2 separate regions of the Zea mays genome follow, and region 2 is linked to region 1. The links are chromatin contacts, called in public Hi-C maps. All regions are on one chromosome and are shown on one strand. The core of a region is the stretch at or near the end of the contact, and the rest is flanking DNA. Distances in the headings are between cores, read along the strand shown.

What was found. Hi-C and Micro-C count contacts between places; a contact is called where the count stands out from the background.
Region 2: a Hi-C map of tassel shows a contact between it and region 1, with 3 times the contacts expected there. The contact joins the promoter of LOC541886 here to the enhancer-like site in region 1. A contact is called at or near these places in 4 of 25 Hi-C or Micro-C datasets (bundle sheath, leaf and tassel).

Annotation. Positions count from the first base shown.
Region 1 is chr4:158,957,308-158,962,921 of Zm-B73-REFERENCE-NAM-5.0, reverse strand. LOC109946052 (a long non-coding RNA gene) reads left to right here. Exons shown (of 3, transcript XR_002269191.2): 3 at 1-1,825. Among protein-coding and RNA genes, the nearest start is that of LOC109946052, 3.6 kb to the left of the region's middle. Within about 2 kb of position 2,826, at least 17 of the 20 cell types and tissues checked have an H3K27ac peak or open chromatin away from gene starts, as enhancers often do. A contact at or near this core is called in bundle sheath, leaf and tassel, where this site is marked.
Region 2 is chr4:159,002,558-159,008,171 of Zm-B73-REFERENCE-NAM-5.0, reverse strand. It overlaps LOC541886 (plasma membrane integral protein ZmPIP1-3), which reads right to left and starts at 2,538. Exons shown (of 4, transcript NM_001365707.1): 1 at 2,103-2,538; 2 at 665-960; 3 at 1-124. The coding sequence starts at 2,448.

The DNA of each region.
Region 1 (5,614 bases), core at 1,577-4,076:
AAAGGGAATGCGGAGATACATCTCGAGAAGAAAAAGGCAATGATATGGAGGTGTTTTGTCTTTCATTGATAAAAAATTAGAAATGAGTAGGTGATGAATGTCACATGAATATATTTATCTATTTCAAATTGAAACCAACTTTGTTATTGTACTGGCTTTTGTTCATAATAAAAACACAGAAGGTAATGGAAAATCTACATGCAAATGTTTTGCTAAAGCTTTGATTCATACCTTTTTTGTCTTTGATGATCTGATTGTGACTATTCCTCTTCTTTTTTTCACTTTTTTCTTCCTCAAGCTGGGTCTGGGTTAGCTATACGTCTGAGCGGTCACTTTCCTTTTTTATATATGTGCGCTGTTGTGACTCTTCCTCTTCTTTGTTGTGACTCTTCCTCTTCTTTCTCTATTTCTACTTTTTTTCTTACCTTTATCTTCCTTATGTGGGTTCCACTCTGGCCGACATGCGCACGCACCTTCTTTTTTATATAGCTTTAGACCCTTTTAGCATTTGCCACGTTTCAGTTTCTGGAGATTTCTGGAGGGACCCTTGCTATATGGATGTTATCTGACGGATGACATTATATCAAAGAACAGATCAACGGTATATAGATATCATGGTGACGTGGATGCTCTCCTCAGCGGCGAAAGTGCGCTGCTTTCGTTTTAAAAGATTGGAGACAATACTTGTCCTAAGGCGGTCTCTAGCAACGTCCTCTAAACTTTACTCACTAAAAAAATATTCTTTGTCCTTTACAACACCATCTAAAAGATTCTGTCATCTATATCTTCTTTATATCTAGCAGTGTTTTCTAAATTTCATCCTCTATATCACATAATCTATAACAAAATATTTTTTCAAATAAACCTATACTATTAAACAAAGGGCTTAACATCAGTACATGGCTACTCTTGCTTTTTAAGCAGGACATCCAGAGCAGGGTTGCTGCACGCTGATTTGAGCATAACGATCAAACACCTTCTATACGCGTCCTCTCTAGCATCGCCTCCACTACTAGTTGTCACACTAGGTCTGTTGCACGATTGGCTTGTTCAAGTCGCGACCGCGTTCCATACCAGTGCTCCGTCGTGGCTGCGCGTAGCTCGTGTGGTCGGTGACTTGGCGAAGTGAATGACCGTGGAGAAGATGGCCGGCCGGCGAGTGGCAGTCAAAACTCGGAAACGGTGTAGCGATTCGACGAGGAACAGTGTGCCGCTGCGTGGATAGAGGACACACAGTGAACCACCAGCGGCTGGCATAGACGAACACTGTCTTAGCGGACGCGATAGCGAGCGTTGTTGGACGCCTTACGGACACTAAATTTAACATACCGGACGTTTTAGCGTCCGTTGCTTGAGATAGCCTAACCCTTGACCCTGAACCAAACAACCTTACCTGAAGGTCATCTCATTTCGTCCTGTTCCATGGTTACAACTAAACACGCCCTAGCTTTCTACACTAGACCCGCAAACGAATTCTGGCAAGTGTTCTAAAAAATATTATCTTCAGTGGAGCGAATGACGAGAGCCCATATACCGAATTTCTTTTAAGACCTTGTTCGGGTTATTCACAATATACATGAATTGGATGGAATTGAAAAAAAAATTAAAAAACTTTGACTTACTTGAGATTTAAACACATTCAACCTCACTTAATCCATGTGTATTGAGAGCTAACCGAATAAGCTCTAACGGATCGCCGTCCTCCTCTTTTGGCATGGTGAACCAAAACCTGGAGACCCGTCCCGGTTGGTGACGCCGGTGAAAGGCAAGCAAGCAGTCGAGCCAGAGGGTAAAACGTTTCTGCGGCAAAGCGGCAAAACAGGGTACTTGCTACTCTCCTCTTCTTTTATACCAAAAAACTAATAATAAAAAAAAATCAAGTAACTGAAAAGGCCAGCAGCAGCAGCAGACGCTATCATTGATTGCGTTCCAATCAATGGGCCTGGAATCGTGCAGATAGATTTCACCCCAGTATACAGGTAGTAGCGGGGAATCTTTACACTCCTCTCTGATGAACGATGATGATTGAGAAGGCATTGAAGGGAAACATGTTTGTTGATATCGAACTACCACGTCAAAGCGCAGCCCTTCCGTCAACTGCTAGTATGTTTTTTATTAAAGCCAGTTATTCTGGTGTAGTTATAATTTATAGAGACAAAACACTGTAGAAATAGTAGAAGGTGGTATGAATTAAAGCCAAACAAATATTCGCTGCGGTTTACTGTGGCTTTTAATCCTGTTACGACCGCGGGTTTTACAGTATTTTATCTCCAGATAGGAGCTTCAACTTTAGAGCAGTCGAACGGTCTGTTTGTCATTTCCCTACCGCTTAGTAGTCTAGTACGCTTCAGCGTTAACAAATCCTCCTTCCAGCTATGGAAGCAACTCTAACACGCAAGAATGTTGCTGTCTAGCTGTAAAGGTCTGGTGGTGATGCATGATAAAACAAAAAGAAGAGATGGGTGATGTCCATATAACCAATGATCGAACACTGTCCGAGCGCAAATATAAATTCATGTTCAACCTTTTTTTGTTTGTTTGTTTGTTTGGACTTTGGCCATCAATCCCTACAAGTCAGGTATATAGATTAGCAAGACGAGATAGAAAGTACTATTAGGAGCGTATGGCTTTCGAAATGCAGAGCTGCACGAGACCAGGCCGGCCGTAGGGAGAAGCGCAGTAGTAGTGCCGCAGAAGCTGACCGCGCGGGGCTGCAGCAGCGCAGGCCGCGTCACGCCCGCCGCCCGTGCCACGCGCGCCACACACGTACGTACCCCACCGGGCCGCGGCCGTCGCGCCTGCATCTGCATGTGCCGACTGATGTGCGCTGGGCGGCGCCACCAGCTACCGCGCCGTCGTCGTCAGACGTCAGCCTGCCGTGGCCGTGGAGGGTCCGTTCCGTCGCCTTGCGTCCGCCACGTCACCATCCAAGCCACTGCCGTTTTTTTTTAGAAAAAAAATAATTCGTGGTGGTGGAAGTGGTGGTCTGGTGGAACCATGGGACCATGGTGTTTGGAATTTTGGATATGGCCAGGCCAGCCAAAGCAGTTCAAATGATTGGCTCGGCTGCATTCATTCACACCATATAAAAAAAGGTCATCGGCAGGATTTACTTTAGACACTGTCTGGCTCACGTACTCGGGGCGGTGGTGGTGGTTGTTAGAAAACGAGGTATTTATCAGTTTTAATTTAAGTCTGAAAACAAGTGTGATGTATGTGATGATATGTATGTGCATGTGTGTATGACTATTCGTATAAGCAGTAAACAACAGTAAACATATGCACAAATACGAAGAACATAATGTACTCTGTGGAGGGACCGATGCTCAAGGTACCAGTGGCTCCATCCACACGAGAATGTCTCGTACGTATGTTCGATGTAGTCGTACGCACTCGATGCAGGCAGATGTACGTAGTGCAGTCCCTCAAACGGCGCCGACGACGAAGAACCGGAGCGGATGAAGCGAGCAGTCGCGAGTACGCTCCCCAAAAACATGATCGCCCGTACACCCGTGCAAGTGTACCTCTGCGGACGACGATTTCGGAGGCCTGCTCTACCACTCTCTGTGTGCTCGCAGAAGGTGGGGCGGGAATGGGCTGAGTGCAACGCGTTTGAGAGACTGCTCGCGTAACCAGAAGAGTGTCCACCTCCTCCGTATTTATATACATGCAGAGTGAGGGGAACGGACAGGAACGACCGCCATAAGAGTCAGAAACTAATAGCAATTATAGCCAGAAATCGACGTCCTTTACTCGCCATAAGAATCATGACGGTCGTTAGGAAGGAATATTTTCCTATCTACCACGAACCATGAACCACGACCACGGCCCGCCCGACAACGGCGGCGCGCGTGTGGCAGTCCTTCATTCTTTTCTCAATTTTTCAATAGATGCACCAATGGTCCACCAATACACCAATAGATGCAGCGGCACACTGTTCCTCATCAAATCGCTACACCATTTTCGAGTTTTGTCTGCCACTCGCCGGCCGGCCATCTTCTCCACGGCCGTTCACTTCGACAAGTCACCGACCACACGAGCTACGTGCAGCCACGACGGAGTACTGGTATGGAACGTGGACGTGACTTGAACAAGCCAATCGTGCAACAGACCTAGTGTGTGTTCGATCGTTATGCTCAAACCAGCGTGCAGCAACCCTGCTCTGGATGTCCTGCTTAAAAAGCAAGAGTAGTCGCGTACTGATGTTAAGCCTTTTGTTTAATAGTATAGGTTTATTTGAAAAAAAATTTGTTATAGAGGATGGGATATAGAGGATGAAATTTAGAGAATGCTACTAGAAATAAAGAAGACTAGTACGGTGCCCGTGCGTTGCAACGGCAACAATTGTGAAAACAAGGCACATAACCATCGCTACCCTGCAGCGCCTTCGCCGTCACCTGCTTCTTCTAGGCGCAAATGCGCTGCACCACCATGGCACAAGCGATCACGAAGCAGAAAGTGATCATTTTTTGCATCCAGACATACATGGCATCCAATTCTCCTTAATTTTTTTGCTAAGACTTCTATAATCTTTAATTCACATCCCCTTTCCATTGATCAGTCATATCAATACATTTTGTTCCGGGGACTGAATTATTATCCTACTAATTTGACCATAAAGTAGCAACAATTATTATTATTTATATAAAATCAGCACCATACTGATAATCTACTCCAATCATTCTACCGCAGAACAGATACAGAAAAAAGGCTGCCATAACCGATCGCCGCATTTCACAAAAGGGCAAGTAAAGCATGAAGACATTATACATGCAAATCAAATTATGCCGACATAACAATCCTTCTTACAAGATAAAGTAGAGATTCCGTGCAGCACCATGTTATTTTTCATTAACACCAATTATGAGACAACAGTGTTGCGATCGCTACGCCCTTACACTTTAGTTCCATCATCAACACTCAAATCAGATAAAACCCCTCTTTTCAACTTAGCAACAAGAACTCACATGCCTGCTAGATCATTCTCCAGAGATAGTTCCTTATTTGCCTCGTCTAACTTTTTCTTGTACTCCTCTTCAAGAAGCTCATTCTCGGTCAAAGCAGCCTCCCTCGTCAGATGCTCATATTTCATCTTTTCAATTTTAGCTTCCTGCCAAAGTACATCATCAAAGTTGGTTGGCTTAAATGTCAACAAGGAAAGCATAAAACACAAGTAGTTTGCATATAGCCATAATGAACATGCATACTATTTCTATCAAGTAGAATTACAGGAAGGATGCATCAGAAAAATTGGTGAAAGGTCAGTAACCAAACCATGAATATTGTATGATGAAGAATATGTACTGCGCAAGGGGCTCAAATACACAAAGTCAAAGAACATTATCAGTAAAAGAACCTTGGACTGAAGTTTAGATTTCAAATCAATAGTCTCCTGTTGTGCACAATCAACTTCCTTCTCAGAGGATATATCCACTTTTGTTGAGAGTTGTTGTTCAACGTGATTTTTTCTTGTAAATCGTTGATTTTCACATTCTGCAATTAGCATGATTTTTTAGACCAAACTTTTGTCATATTGAACAATTTAAATTGAAAATAAAAATAGAGAGAAAGGACCTTCTATAGTAGCTGCTCCTGGAGGACACGATTATCAACT
Region 2 (5,614 bases), core at 1,289-3,788, 46 kb before region 1:
GATCCCGGTTGTAGATGATGGCGGCGCCAAGGCTCCTAGCCGGGTTGATGCCGGTGCCGGTGATGGGGATGGTGGCAAGGTGGACCAGGAACACCGCGAACCCAATTGGCAGTGGGGCAAGGATCTGTTTTCACCAAAAAAATAATGGGTTTCATTGACGGTAAGTCTTAATACAATATGAAAACGACATGTATTGAAGAGTATGCATGTATTTTCAATTCGTTAAACCACAAGATTAAGTAATCAGCTAGATTCCAGTTCCAAAACACATAACACCCAGAGTTCATCAGTCCATTACATGTGGTGTACACTTAATGTCGATCAAAGGTAACAAATACTTAAGGATTTCACTTCATCAGTACACGCACAACATCTATGAGCGGCATTAAATTAATTCAACGTCAGGAATTCATAAGGCCTTGTTCGTTTGTGCCGGATTAGTGGGTCGAAACGATTCCTAACCGAATTGCTTCTCTAATTTATATAAACTTTGATTAGCTGGAACGATTCCGGGTGCAATCCGACATAAACGAACAAGGCCTAAGTCGGAACCCAGAACACAGATTACAACCGTCATCTTATATTTTAGATATGCAAATGTGAATTCAAGCAGAACCCTAACAGCTGAACAAACTAGGAAAACGAAAGGACGAAGAGTACTTACGGGGACATGGGAGTCCCTGGCGTTCCTCTTGGCATCGGTGGCCGAGAAGACGGTGTAGACTAGGATGAAGGTGCCAACGATCTCTGCGCCAAGGCCGTCCCCCTTGGTGTATCCAGGGGCGACAACATTGGCGCCACCGCCGTTGCCCATGTAAAGCCCCTGCTGGAAGCCCTTCACCACTCCAGCTCCACAGATGGCACCCAGGCATTGCATGATAATGTAGAAGATGGCCCTAGTCAGGGACAGCTTCCTGGCCAAGAACAGCCCGAAGGTCACAGCTGGGTTGATGTGTCCTCCTGTTGTTGCAGCAGCAGGTAACAACCATTAGTGGTGTGGTGGCCCTTGGTTGCTTGTAGTCGTGTTATTGGTTTATGCTTTGCTGAATAGCATGGGTTCTTTCGAAGTTTGGTACTTTGAGATTAAGCATGTATCCGGAGTTAATAATACACAAAACATACACCAGAAAAGCCATATACAAATTCACAACAATACATGTTTAACTAGCCGTATGTAGGACCACCATTATTTTTAAGGTGGAATGGCCACTGTAGGTTAACTGATATAGTTGACTATGTACACACCTCACAAGTTACATAGGATCGTCTGCTATGTCATCTCTTTGTTTACCTCGAGTAAGCGGCACTTAGCTAACTAGAATGGTGCCCTTTTCAATTTAACCTTTAAATAATTACTGGTGAAACTGTGGCCCGAAGTGCTACATCAGAGATGAACTACAGTAGCAGTTGATGATGCCTTTGCAAGTTTGCATAACAACAAACAGCACATGCTATAGTAGTACAGTACGTGAAGTGGTAAAAATATTTATTGCAGGACAAATCTGCCTGTGTGTAAGGTACAAAGTGGTACCAAGCAAAAAGAAATAAACTTTGTTTTCTTTTTAATAAAATAACCTATTAACAGGGGCTTAGTAATCCCGATGCTGCTGGTGAGTATATAACTGCAAGGAAGCTCTACTGTTTTAAAAAAAACAAACTTAACAGATCCTCAGCTACTAATACTAATATCGGTATAGGCTAAATAAAATTATCTTTTTTCTTCCTTTCTTTAGTGCTAAAGACTGTAATCAGGAAATCCAAGAGCAACAAGTGGATTGGAAGTCTCACGTAAATTCAAGGGTCATATACCAAAGTGGATTTGTTGCCTATACAAGTTACTCTTGCTACCCCCAACACACAAAAAAAAACACTTTTGCTTCAGTATCTCAGAAATTGTACACTAAAACTAAAAGCTTTACTAAATCGTTACCATGAAGGGTTGTTACTAAGCTAAGGAAGTTATTAAAAGGCGAAATTAGTAACGTAGCGAAGTCTAAGAAATAATCGCAGTAGGTTAATAAAGCTCATCACATCACATGTCGGCTGGAAAAAGAAGCCAGCAGCAGCAGCAAGAAGGAAGGAAGGAAGGAGAGCTGACAGACCGGAGATGCCGGCGGTGCAGTAGACGAGCGCGAAGATCATCCCTCCGAAGGACCAGGCGATGCCCTGGATGCCGACGGTGGCGCACTTGGAGGTGGACTTGGAGACGCCCATGACGGTGAGGACGGTGATGTAGAGGAAGAGGAAGGTGGCGACGAACTCGGCGATGCCCGCGCGGTAGAAGGACCAGGACTTGAGCTCCCCGGGCTCGAACAGCGGCGCCGGCGGGGGCTCCTTGTAGTCCTTGTCGTCGTCCCCGGCCCCGGCGCCCTGCGCCGCCGTGCCGATGGGCTGCCGCTCCGAGAACTTGTTGGCGCCCAGGCGCACGTCCTCCTCCTTCCCCTCCATCTTTGCTCCCCGGCCCCACGCTACTGTCCCTGGCTCCCTGCTCTCTCTCCTGCCTGTGCGGTTGGGCTCTCGGTGGTTTCTTGAAGCAGCGGTGTGTGTCTGCGACTGTGAGGGAGGTGGTGTGGCTCGGGGATTATATAAAGGCAGAGCAGAGGACGGAGCTTGGGAGCAGCCAGGTCGTGAGGAGACTGGAGAGTGACTGAGTGGAGCAAGGAACTAAGGAAGACACGGACACTGTTATTTTTATTTTACAGCATTTTTTTTCTGGATGGCATTGGCAGGACACTGATGAGTGACTCGAGGAGGTGCTTCTGGAATGGAATTATTACGGAAGAGGAGGTGGCGAGCACGGGAGTCGGGAACGGACCTCACATGCAGTCGTTCCAGGCTTATCCAATCTATTTTATCTTTTTTTTTGGTTCGAGCGAGAAGCTTTGAAATGAGGAAATAAATGGAGAAGACATATGCTTTGCTTGCAATATTCTTTTGTTGCACTCATACTTTGCTAGGCAGGCTCCACGAGGCAGCCTTTTCCTCACTTCAAAGGGACTCCCTTGCCTGTGTAGTCTGTCCGGGATCCGAAGCCAAAGGCAGCACAGTCTGCACAGAGCTCACTGCTCCAATCCAAAGCAGCGGGGCGCGGAGCTTCTGCCTTTTGGTAAAGCAGGGCCGCGCCGCCGCGGTACTTCTGGAAGCAGCCTACGGAGTTACTGTTCCTGTCATTGCTTTTAGCATGTGCCGATTTCATTCGTTGCGTTGGATGAGTAGTGATGGGACATGAACCTAACCTCTTCGCTTTGTCATCCAGTAATGGTGTGGCTGTCCAGAAGCATCGCCTGCCGGTGCGAAAAACTTCAGAGTGTAGTGCAATTCAACCCACGGTCAGCAGCAACTTACCGAGGAAAGAATTTCCCACTCGATCTCCAGAATCGTGGAAAGGATGGTGCGGCTGGTTGCGGGACACATAGGCTAGGGTATTTAATACACTAGAGCTAATAATTATTAGTTAAAATTAGTTGAGACATCCAAACAACTTAGCTAATAGTTTAACTATTAGCTATTTTGGTAAATTAGTTAATAGTTAGGTAGCTATTTGTTAGCTACCTAATTTCACTAACAATTTTTAGACAACTAACTATTAGTTTTAGTGCATTCAAACACCCCCTAGGATAGGGATGTTCCCTGGGGTCCCCTCCCGTTCCTCTAATTTCGAGTGATAACTAGAAAGCATGGCGCGCCGTTGGCGCTCGCTCTAAGAGACCGTGCGCTAGTTATGGGTTTGGGTCTCAGTACTTTTATCTTCGCCTTTTGGCTTAATTAAATTATAATGTTTGTTCTTACGTGTCATTGTAATGCATGTACATTGTACTAGTGTACTCCTATAAACCTCATGTATCGTTGCAGTGCTTAGGTACTACTATAATCCCTCTGTCCCCATCCGAAATACAGAAGGTATTACATAAATGCGAAAATAGAAACAAACATGCCAATAGGTTGCCCAAACAGACAAGCGACAGACTCTTTCGGGCCTGAGCCAATATCTAGTCTATCGGACGAAGACCGAACCTTTGTCCACGACCCAAAACCGAAAGCAGAGGTGGGTAGGGTTCTAGCCACCGGCGAATGCTACGATTGCCATGAAATTTAAACGTCAAAGCATTCTTGGCGTTGATATTGATTCAGGTTTTTAATCCAATCTCCCCTAATAAACTCATTTTGTGGTTGATTCTCTATATGGTTGAATATTTCTTGAATCGAATTCATTTTATCTTTCCTTGTTAGTTTTAATTGAGACTGCTAAGTGGAACCTGCGAAGGATAATTAATGTAGCAGGATAAGGTGGGTAAAAAATATTAAAGCTCAGGAATCATCAAAATATCCTTCTCAGAGCTCTCCAGAAGAAGTGGCACGTTGGCACGCTCTCTTAGAGTTGTTCGCTAGTTATGGGTCAGAGCCAATTAATTTTTTTTATGTATGCATTATATCGTTAGTGGATTGGATAAGGTTTAGGTTTGCAGATCGACCAAGTGTTATGGTAGTATGGTAGCTGTCATACCTCAAATTTTATATCTAACTGTGAGTACTAAAGCATATAATGGTCGTGCTTTGGTCAATATTTGATCCCTTCTGTTGGTCCATTTTTTCTCTCCTAGCTACTAGGTACATTCTTACAGTTTGCACTATTTTTTCTTTTTATTCTACCAGAAACCAGGTATGTTGCCATACCTCATTTATCTTTTGTCCTCTGCCACTAGTTGTAGGTATGAGATTAGGTGGAAGCGTTGAACCTCCGTAGAGGCCGCTGTGCCTGTTAATATAGGATGGGAATAGCCCCCACCGTGGCTTACAGGATGCATCCGTGAAACAACCATGCCAAGATTAAAGCAGAGATCTAGGATTACAACAAAATATCCTGCAACTAATCTACTAACAGCACACGACTTCTACGGGATAAGAACTGAATACACATATCATCTAACACTCCCCCTCAATCACACCTTTTGAAGGTTGAGATTGTTCCTAAAAACTTCAAGCCGTCGAACTGGAAGTGCTTTTGTAAAACCATCCGCGACTTGATCATTTGTAGAGACTAATCTGATCTGAAGAAGCCCTTGAGCTACACGTTCTCTGACGAAGTGAAAATCTACCTCAATATGCTTTGTTCTAGCATGAAACACTGGATTTGCCGACAAGTATGTAGCACCAATATTATCACACCATAGGCGAGCAGAAGTAGGAGCTCTTACCCCAAGTTCTTGCAACAGAGTCTGTGCCCACATAATTTCAGCAGTAGCATTGGCCATTGACTTATACTCTGCTTCAGTACTAGACCTTGAAATTGTGGGTTGTTTTCGAGCTGTCCATGAAATAAGATTAGAACCCAAGAAAACAGCAAAGCCACCTGTTGAACGTCTGTCATCCAAACAACCGGCCCAGTCTACATCTGAGAAGGCGCTCACAAGAGTAGAGAGACTTCTATGTATTCGAAGACCAATACCAGATGTCAACTTTAGATATCGCAAAATTCTTTTGACAGCTGTCCAATGTACAGTGGTTGGCATATGCAAGAACTGACATACCTTGTTCACTGAAAAAGATATATCTGGGCGTGTAAGAGTTAAATACTGAAGAGCTCCTACAATGCTTCTATATCTTGTTGCATCAC